Regions from separate parts of the Anas platyrhynchos genome. Here region 2 is linked to region 1. Evidence: chromatin contacts called from public Hi-C data. All regions are on one chromosome and are shown on one strand. The core of a region is the stretch at or near the end of the contact, and the rest is flanking DNA. Distances in the headings are between cores, read along the strand shown. Region 1 overlaps SDCCAG8 (SHH signaling and ciliogenesis regulator SDCCAG8). Region 2 has its middle 25 kb from the start of SPMIP3.

What was found. Hi-C and Micro-C count contacts between places; a contact is called where the count stands out from the background.
Region 2: a contact with region 1 is called in a Hi-C map of small yellow follicle, with 4 times the contacts expected there. The contact joins two enhancer-like sites. A contact is called at or near these places in 5 of 8 Hi-C or Micro-C datasets (liver, skeletal muscle, small yellow follicle and 1 more).

What each region holds. Positions count from the first base shown.
Region 1 is chr3:30,312,842-30,316,523 of IASCAAS_PekinDuck_T2T, forward strand. The region is part of intron 11 of SDCCAG8 (SHH signaling and ciliogenesis regulator SDCCAG8); the gene reads left to right. Among named protein-coding and RNA genes, the nearest start is that of CEP170, 31 kb to the left of the region's middle. Within about 2 kb of position 2,065, at least 3 of the 8 cell types and tissues checked have an H3K27ac peak or open chromatin away from gene starts, as enhancers often do.
Region 2 is chr3:30,691,918-30,695,673 of IASCAAS_PekinDuck_T2T, forward strand. No RefSeq gene overlaps it. Among named protein-coding and RNA genes, the nearest start is that of SPMIP3, 25 kb to the right of the region's middle. Within about 2 kb of position 1,299, at least 2 of the 8 cell types and tissues checked have an H3K27ac peak or open chromatin away from gene starts, as enhancers often do.

The DNA of each region.
Region 1 (3,682 bases), core at 815-3,314:
CAGATCTTGTGTACGAAAATATGTAGTAAAAGCAGTATTTCCAAAATTATACTTTATCCACCAGTTACCCCAAATCTGTGCATAGGACAGTAAGTTTACTGAAACAGTAAGTATACTAAAGTGTGAGCTTGGACTACAGACAATATTAATTCAAATTATAATCATAAGGTACCTAAAATCAAAAAGCAAAGTCTACTAGATAAAATAATTCTTAAATATGTAAAGAAAAATCATACAGCCTAGAAAAACAGGGGCCTTCCAAAGCCTTTTGTTTTCTTTTTTTGTTTGTTTTGATTTTTTTTTCCTCCTGCATCCTTTAGGCCTAAGGACACTTTAAAAAAAAAAAAAAAAAAAGCAGGCTTGTCGTCTGTGTCTTGACAGATATCACAGATAAGAGAGTTGGCATAATCTTGGCATACAAATAAAACAGGATGTGTTTAATAAGATATTTGAAGAAGTATCATGGATTTTAAATCCTGTTCTTCAACTTGCTTCAGGATTGCCTTCTGAGCAAATTGCAAAATTTAACAAAATATTTTAACCTCATGTATCGACATACTGGTATTTTATTCAGTGTGGGAATGAATACACCAAAATGTGGTAATTTATAATTTGATATAATTAAAGTAAAATGATGGGAGGGGGACTCCCTATCAGTAAAGATTATTAGAGTAATTCAGTAATTATCTGAAGTAATTATGTAGTTCACATATGATTGTTGGTTCCTTTTTAAAAGAAGGGGGGGGGGGAAGGAAAACAAACTATTTTTAAAATACTTAGGCTCAGTATCTAGCAGCTGGTTTATAGCTGCGACTCTAATAGTCAAGAAAGTTCTGTGTAGGTATTACTAATATTAATACCTATTAAATAATATTATGTTAAAAGGTAACCAAAATGAGTTGTTTTTTTAGTATCATTCACTAACTTTGCTTAAAAAAAAAAAAAAAGTTTAGTTATTGCAAATCATTTCCTATAAATGAAATGAAAACAGCTTAATCACATTTAGTTTTGTATTTAAAGAAAACCCTAAAATGTTTCAGCTTATATGGCAGCAAATAGCAAACAGTAATTGTTCTTTGGTCTCTCAGCCATGACCTGACCTTCTGGCTAAGACACAGAGTTGATACCTTCCTTGGCCACCATCTGTTCATAATAAATACGTATTTATTTTTTAAAAGTAGAGAGACAATAGTGTATAAACAGTGTCACTATGCATTTACTGTTTAAAAAGAAAAATACATTTTTCAAGTTCACTTTTGATACATTGAATATGTTTCCTGTTTCTTGATGTGATTGTATTTTTTTTAATTACACAGATAAATTTTAGTTTTCAAGCTGTACTTTAGTTGATAGGTAATGACTTCCTAAAAAGGATTAATGTTATCCAGGTGTGTCAGAACAGTCATAAATTCCCATATGTACAATTTGGAATGATCAGATAAGTATCATCTTTAGTTTATCTATAAATTTCTTTGAAAATGAATTTGTATCCTTTAGGAAAATTAAAGGAAATTATATATTTGGTCTTTTGTGCTGTTTTTTTCTTAATGTGTACTTTTCTATATTTATTACTCAACTGGGACTAATTTCAAATATTAGCACTTTGGTAAGACTACCTGTTACTAACATTTGATATATTTATATCTTAAGATAAAGAAGCAATGATCAATGCTACCATTTAAATTGAATAGGTATTTTGTGATATCATCCATCATGATCCTGATTAACGTTAGGATTTGGGCCGGAGGAGGGAGGGGGAAGGCATATACCACAGTTTCTCAACACAAAAACTGCATCTGTTCATCTGGCCCAGTAGATTATAAAGTAGCATAACCTACTGCCCTCTCTTTTTCTGTCTCAGCTCTCCCGTTGTGGATGTAGCTGTGCTGAAATAAAATACTTGTTCTTCCTAAGAAGGTGAAGTATTATAAGTTACACGGGTGTAATGCCTTCATGGCAGTAAACAGTGTCCACACTAGGGGTTGTACTAGCACAGCTTTATCAGAGGAAAGTCACGCCCTAGCCTAAATAGCTGTTATCAGAGCAAAAATTGTGGCATGTTTGACACTGAGGGACTTCACTTTTGTAATACTTTTTCTGTGAATTTGGAAGCACTGCATGGCATGATTTGTGCATTTCTGGTAGAAAATTTTTCTTCTGGAAATATGAAGTTGTTTCTTTCTCAGATTTGCATTACTTGCTCTTTTCTGCACTGCATTATAGAAATAAAAATTAAGTCTACTATTAATCATTTGCTTTCTATTTGACTGTAAATCATTTTCATTTGGTTTATAAAATTTTCCAAGCTTGAGCATGTAGAAGTTTGTATTACTGGTTTACATAGTCCCTGCCAGTTTGGGCATCTTCCTTATTAGAGAGTTCTGAGTGGTGGTGTGAGACCAGTGGGAGTTAGGGCCTTCAAATAAAGCAACAAGATGTGTTCAATCCAACTTCATAAAATCAATCCTTTAAATTTTATTTTTACCATGGAATACTGAAAAAATACTTTTTGTAGAAATTGAAGCTTCTGCTCTTAAACTGAAAAACAAACATTTTTAATACCATCTTTATAAAATTCTCCAACTGTAGTTTGAAGCAGGGGGTAGCAGAATTCTGCTGTGTACCTTGTAGGTGACAGAATGAAAAGCTCCAGACATACTATACTTCCCCTTCCTCAGAGTTTAACAAGTTGTCTGTACATAATGTGCATGAGCTTCTGAGCCCAAATAAAGAGATACTAGAGTCACTGATATGCGCAACCTCTACACATGGAAAGAGCTGTACATGACTGCATTTATGTGTTGTATGACAGAACGTAAATGATGTCTATATGCACTATAGACTGAATGACAATTCTGCAGACAAATAAAAATCTGGCAAAATTGCAGTCCAAAAGCATTTTGCCAAAAGGTATTTTGGGAATGTTTATCTCATTTGTCATAAACCCATGATTTATAGTAACCTAATTTAGACATTATAAATGGAGAGATTACTGACTGTCTTCATCAGAAATAAAACAGGTCGAGAATTTGGGTGTATATCCTGGAAATGCTGAGAGCGTGTCTGATGCAAAACAAATAGGATCTTCTGAAGACACTGATTCCCTGAAATGTCGCCTTATGAACAGATATCAGACTTCTATGAGTCAGGCTTTAAAAGATTAGGCTTTTCACAAGCTGGGACACTTAGAATATCACCAGATGTTTTGAAATTCAATAAAACTGCAAGATTTGATAACCCTGTTGAAGATGGGTTAGGATTACACACCAGTAGTTAGAAGAACTGTTAGAAGAATGCTCATTTTTATACTGAAGATTTTGTGACCCCATTAATTACAAAGATCCTTTGCAAGTTCTGTTTTTAAAAGAAATTAAGTTAATAAGCAAATTTGAGTGCTGTTTGTCGAGGAGGAGAAAAAAAAAAAAACGCAGACAGCTTGAAATTCTTAGGATACTATTTTCATACCTAGTCTGACCTTGAATAATGGCCTTGAGAGTAACAGGAAAAAAAAATTGCTTTTGGACAAGAAAGCCTTAAGAAAAACAAACATTTTGTGATAACCTTCCACTATAACCGAACTCCTTCTAATATATAGTTCTCTTTCCTTTTTTCCTTCTTTCGTTCGTTCTTTCTTTTTGACATGCAGTGCACTGATGTGAAAATAGGTATATGAGGAGGGAGT
Region 2 (3,756 bases), core at 49-2,548, 380 kb after region 1:
ACAAAAGACCTTCCAGGCGGGAGGGGGGGCCTGCTCCACCAGAATTGGGATTTTTCACTGTCAGCCAAGCAGAGGATCCAAACTCCAACAATGAGCTCCCTGCTCCAGCTGAAAAACATTTATAACCTCTCCAAGCAGAGCTCTGGCAGGGCGATACAAACTGTGAGCTCCACAAGCTAATGACCTTGAAAGTATCCATTTATCTTGGCCTTTCCCCCCAGCTTGAGATGCCACAGAAAATGTGAGGCTTTCTTTCTTCTCCTTTCCTTCTACTTTTTTTTTTTTTCTTTCTTTTTGAGCAGGAGGGATGGATATTCACAGAACGCAGATGACATGGAAACTGCTTGGTTTCACCTCTCTGGCCAGAGCTCAGGGCTGAAATCCCAGCAAAAACCCAGCACAGGGGTGACCATCCCTCCTTAGTCCAGGTACACCAAGAGGGACATCCATGGTGAGTAACAACACTGCTCTGCCTCTTACCTGACTGGTCCCCACTGCCTGCTCCTTCACTAGTCTTCCTAAATAAAACAGTATTTATAACCACAATGTCCAATCCTCTGAGCCCATTGTTCTCTGTCTTGGTGTGCTGTGACAACCTGCACCACATTAAAATCCAGGAAACATGCTAGAAATGTCCCTCAGACAAATGGAGCTGGTGCACAGTAAATGGTATTTCCTCAGGGAGAGCAGCAACTCCCTGGAGAGTTTTACTTTTCAAAGTCAGTATCTGTTTTCTATGCATTGCCGCTGTATAGAAACCACTAGCTGGCACAGCAGGGTGCTCCCTTTCTTATGGGATATATGACTTGGGTGTAAAATAATCCCTTTTCATTTCCTTTGGCACTCAGTACAGACAGCTGAAAGTGAAAAGGAAAGTCACACAAAGCAGCTGACGGACATGGGCAGAAGCTGCTACTAAGAAACATCCTTCCAGTTACAGAAAAAAAAAATAAATCTGATATGCCAAGATGTTTTCTGGCTGCTGCACGTTCTAGCCCTCATACAGATGTGGTGGGAGCCGACAGCTCCGTGTGCAGCTCTCCCGAGCTGGCTGCTGCACTGCAGATGCTCCAGCGCCTGCGGGCTGGGACCTGGTGCTCACCTTTGATCCCCATCACGGGCTGTGTGCTGGGACCAGCATTTGGGCTCCAGAAAGAATGTGCTGGCTGCTGCCTTTGAAGCTGTGGAAGCGAGCACCAGCTCGTGTTTCCATTTTAGGCATACGTGTAATGTACATCTTTGCTTACTGGACACTCTGGGACGCAATCCAGCCTCAGGAATTCTTGGCTTCCCGCTGGGTTTTGATGACTTTATAAGAGGTGGTTTTGCACTGAAGAGGTCCGCAGTAGTCATCTCCTGACTCCCTGCCAGCAGGATGGAGGTTCACACGGTGACTCGAAGAACCGAATTTTCGCTCCAGAAGATGCACCCAGGTGGGTGCTGAGCACCCAGAGCTGGTGCTGGCACCCACCCGGTGCCATCACTGGAGCGGTGGCTGTGGATTGGGCACAGCAAGGACACGGGACTCAGTGTGACTCTGCCCCACAGGCAAAGGCTGCCCCATGGCCCCAGGGGCCAGATCTGGGCTTTTTGGCAGGGTGGGGAGACTGAGCGAATCCCTAGTACAGCCACCCTTCAAGCACCCTTTCTGTGGGGAAATGTTTGGTGAAATCACCTACAGCACCTGCCTGGCTCCTCGGGCTCCCAGCTCTGGAACAAAGCAGGGCTCGCCTCACCTGAAGAAGAAGGCTCTTTGGAAAGCCCTCACTTCTAAACACATCAGGTAGAGCTCTGCTGGGTGAAGGACTGCCATTGAAAGTGACGGTGTAATTCCCACCCTGTGGCTGCCAGTGAGATGCTGTGGAGCTCCTGGCTCCCAGGGAACAAACCCAACCCCACAGAGCACCCACATCACACCAGATCAGCAAGGAACTTGGGCGCCAGCTGTAAGCCAGGGATGGGAGGTCGGTCGGGATTCAGCGTACCGCTCGCACAATGAGATCACATTCAGCCTGAATACAGCTATCAGAGTCTTGCTGCTTAAAAATACCTTTATGATACACGGCTTTAATTATTTCTTTAAAAAACAGAAATCCCTGCACAGAGAAGGAAATGTCAAAGCCTTTTCAAAGCTCGTTAACACAGTGAATAAGAAGCCAGCGATGATTTACATAACAGAGATATACATACGTATGTATACGTGCGTGTACATTTGCATGAAAAGCATTTGCAGAGCATTCTAAAAATAGGAGACATTTCAGAGTTTTTTGGGGGCAAATAAATCTTTACTCGATTTTCTGTTTTATTACTTCCCTCTAAATTAATCGTTTAAATTAAAATCCAGTCCTTTGGCCTCATACAACATGCAACGCAATGAACCACAGACTTTCCCCCAAATACCTCGCTCTAATTCCTCCCTTGCAGGCACAACCACGCACACCCGGTGCTACAGGGATGGAGGTAAGTAAAGGAGAGATGTCTTTGTCTGTGCTCTGGCGGTTCTCCTAAGCTGAAACTCAACCTTTAATTTGGAGGCCAATTTTTCTCCGTGGAAGGTAGAAAAGCTGTAGCGCTCCCCTCTGAAACACTATTTTCACATGAAGATATTTGGATGTTTGATGTACGAAAGCAGGAAAGGGAGGAGGTTAGATACCAGCCCTTGTGAACTGTATGCTCCAAATCCTTGAAAGGGTGCTTAACCCAAAGCTCAGGCGTACCCTTGCTGACTCGGGGGAACAGCTCCCATACTTCACACTAAGCGTGTGCTTAACTGCTCCTCTGGGTCAGGGCCCCAATTAGCAGACCAAGATCTAATTTTATTCTCGGTTACAGCTGCATAAGACTATATTAAGCAAATCAGTTTGTACAAGTAAAAAAAAAATAGATTAAAATTTGGCTTGGGATAGAAACGGAGAGCATGACACAGAAAAAGGTATTTTGTTGTTGGATGCTGCTGCCTCTGTTACATATTTTTGCTCTCTGACAGCTCTTTGTCCTCGTATAATGTCTCTGCTTCAACCTCTCCCCATTCAGATCAGTCTTTCTAATTGCTTCTGCAAAGCAGCCTCTCAACAGAAAGTGCTCGTATGCCAGTAAGTTAACACCGCACACCAGAATCACCAGGTTTTTAAAAAATCTATGGCTAAAATCTATGTGAGCACATAGATAAAACCAGTGTCCATGAGTTAAACCCACAGCTATGCCCATGAGTAACCACGTTGGGCTATCTCTGTAACCTCTGTTTCTTCACCCTTCCCATCTCTCCAAGCTGTTTAGACCTTGACCCTGTTGGGACCTCAGCCCAGGGCTGATGTTACTCAGAGGTCGAGACCATTGACTTTGGCTTAGCTAAAGTTTGTTCTCCACATCCCACTTTGTGCAGATTTACACTAAATTATCCACTCATTGCTAGAGGTGTGTTTTGGTGTCTCCCTGAATGAGACAGACTTAAATATGAACTGAAGGTTTTCTTTCAGTGCCTTCTCCACCCAAGGTGCAAGAAGCTCAGATGACCAGCCCTTAACCTGTGTACCCTTGGACAGGCAGCTGGCTTCAAAATGCCTCATACACTGCTGGATCCACGAAAACCAGCTAGTACTGGTGTGCTTGGTTCGCCCATCACATGCACCTGTAAAAAAATCAGGGATAAATGAAGCAGAGATCAATATAGGCAAATGGTGCATGCAACCAGGGAATGCGGCTCCCGTGCTCCCGGATTTTGCATCTGCCCTGGGGGCACTGCGGGGTGCCATCCTG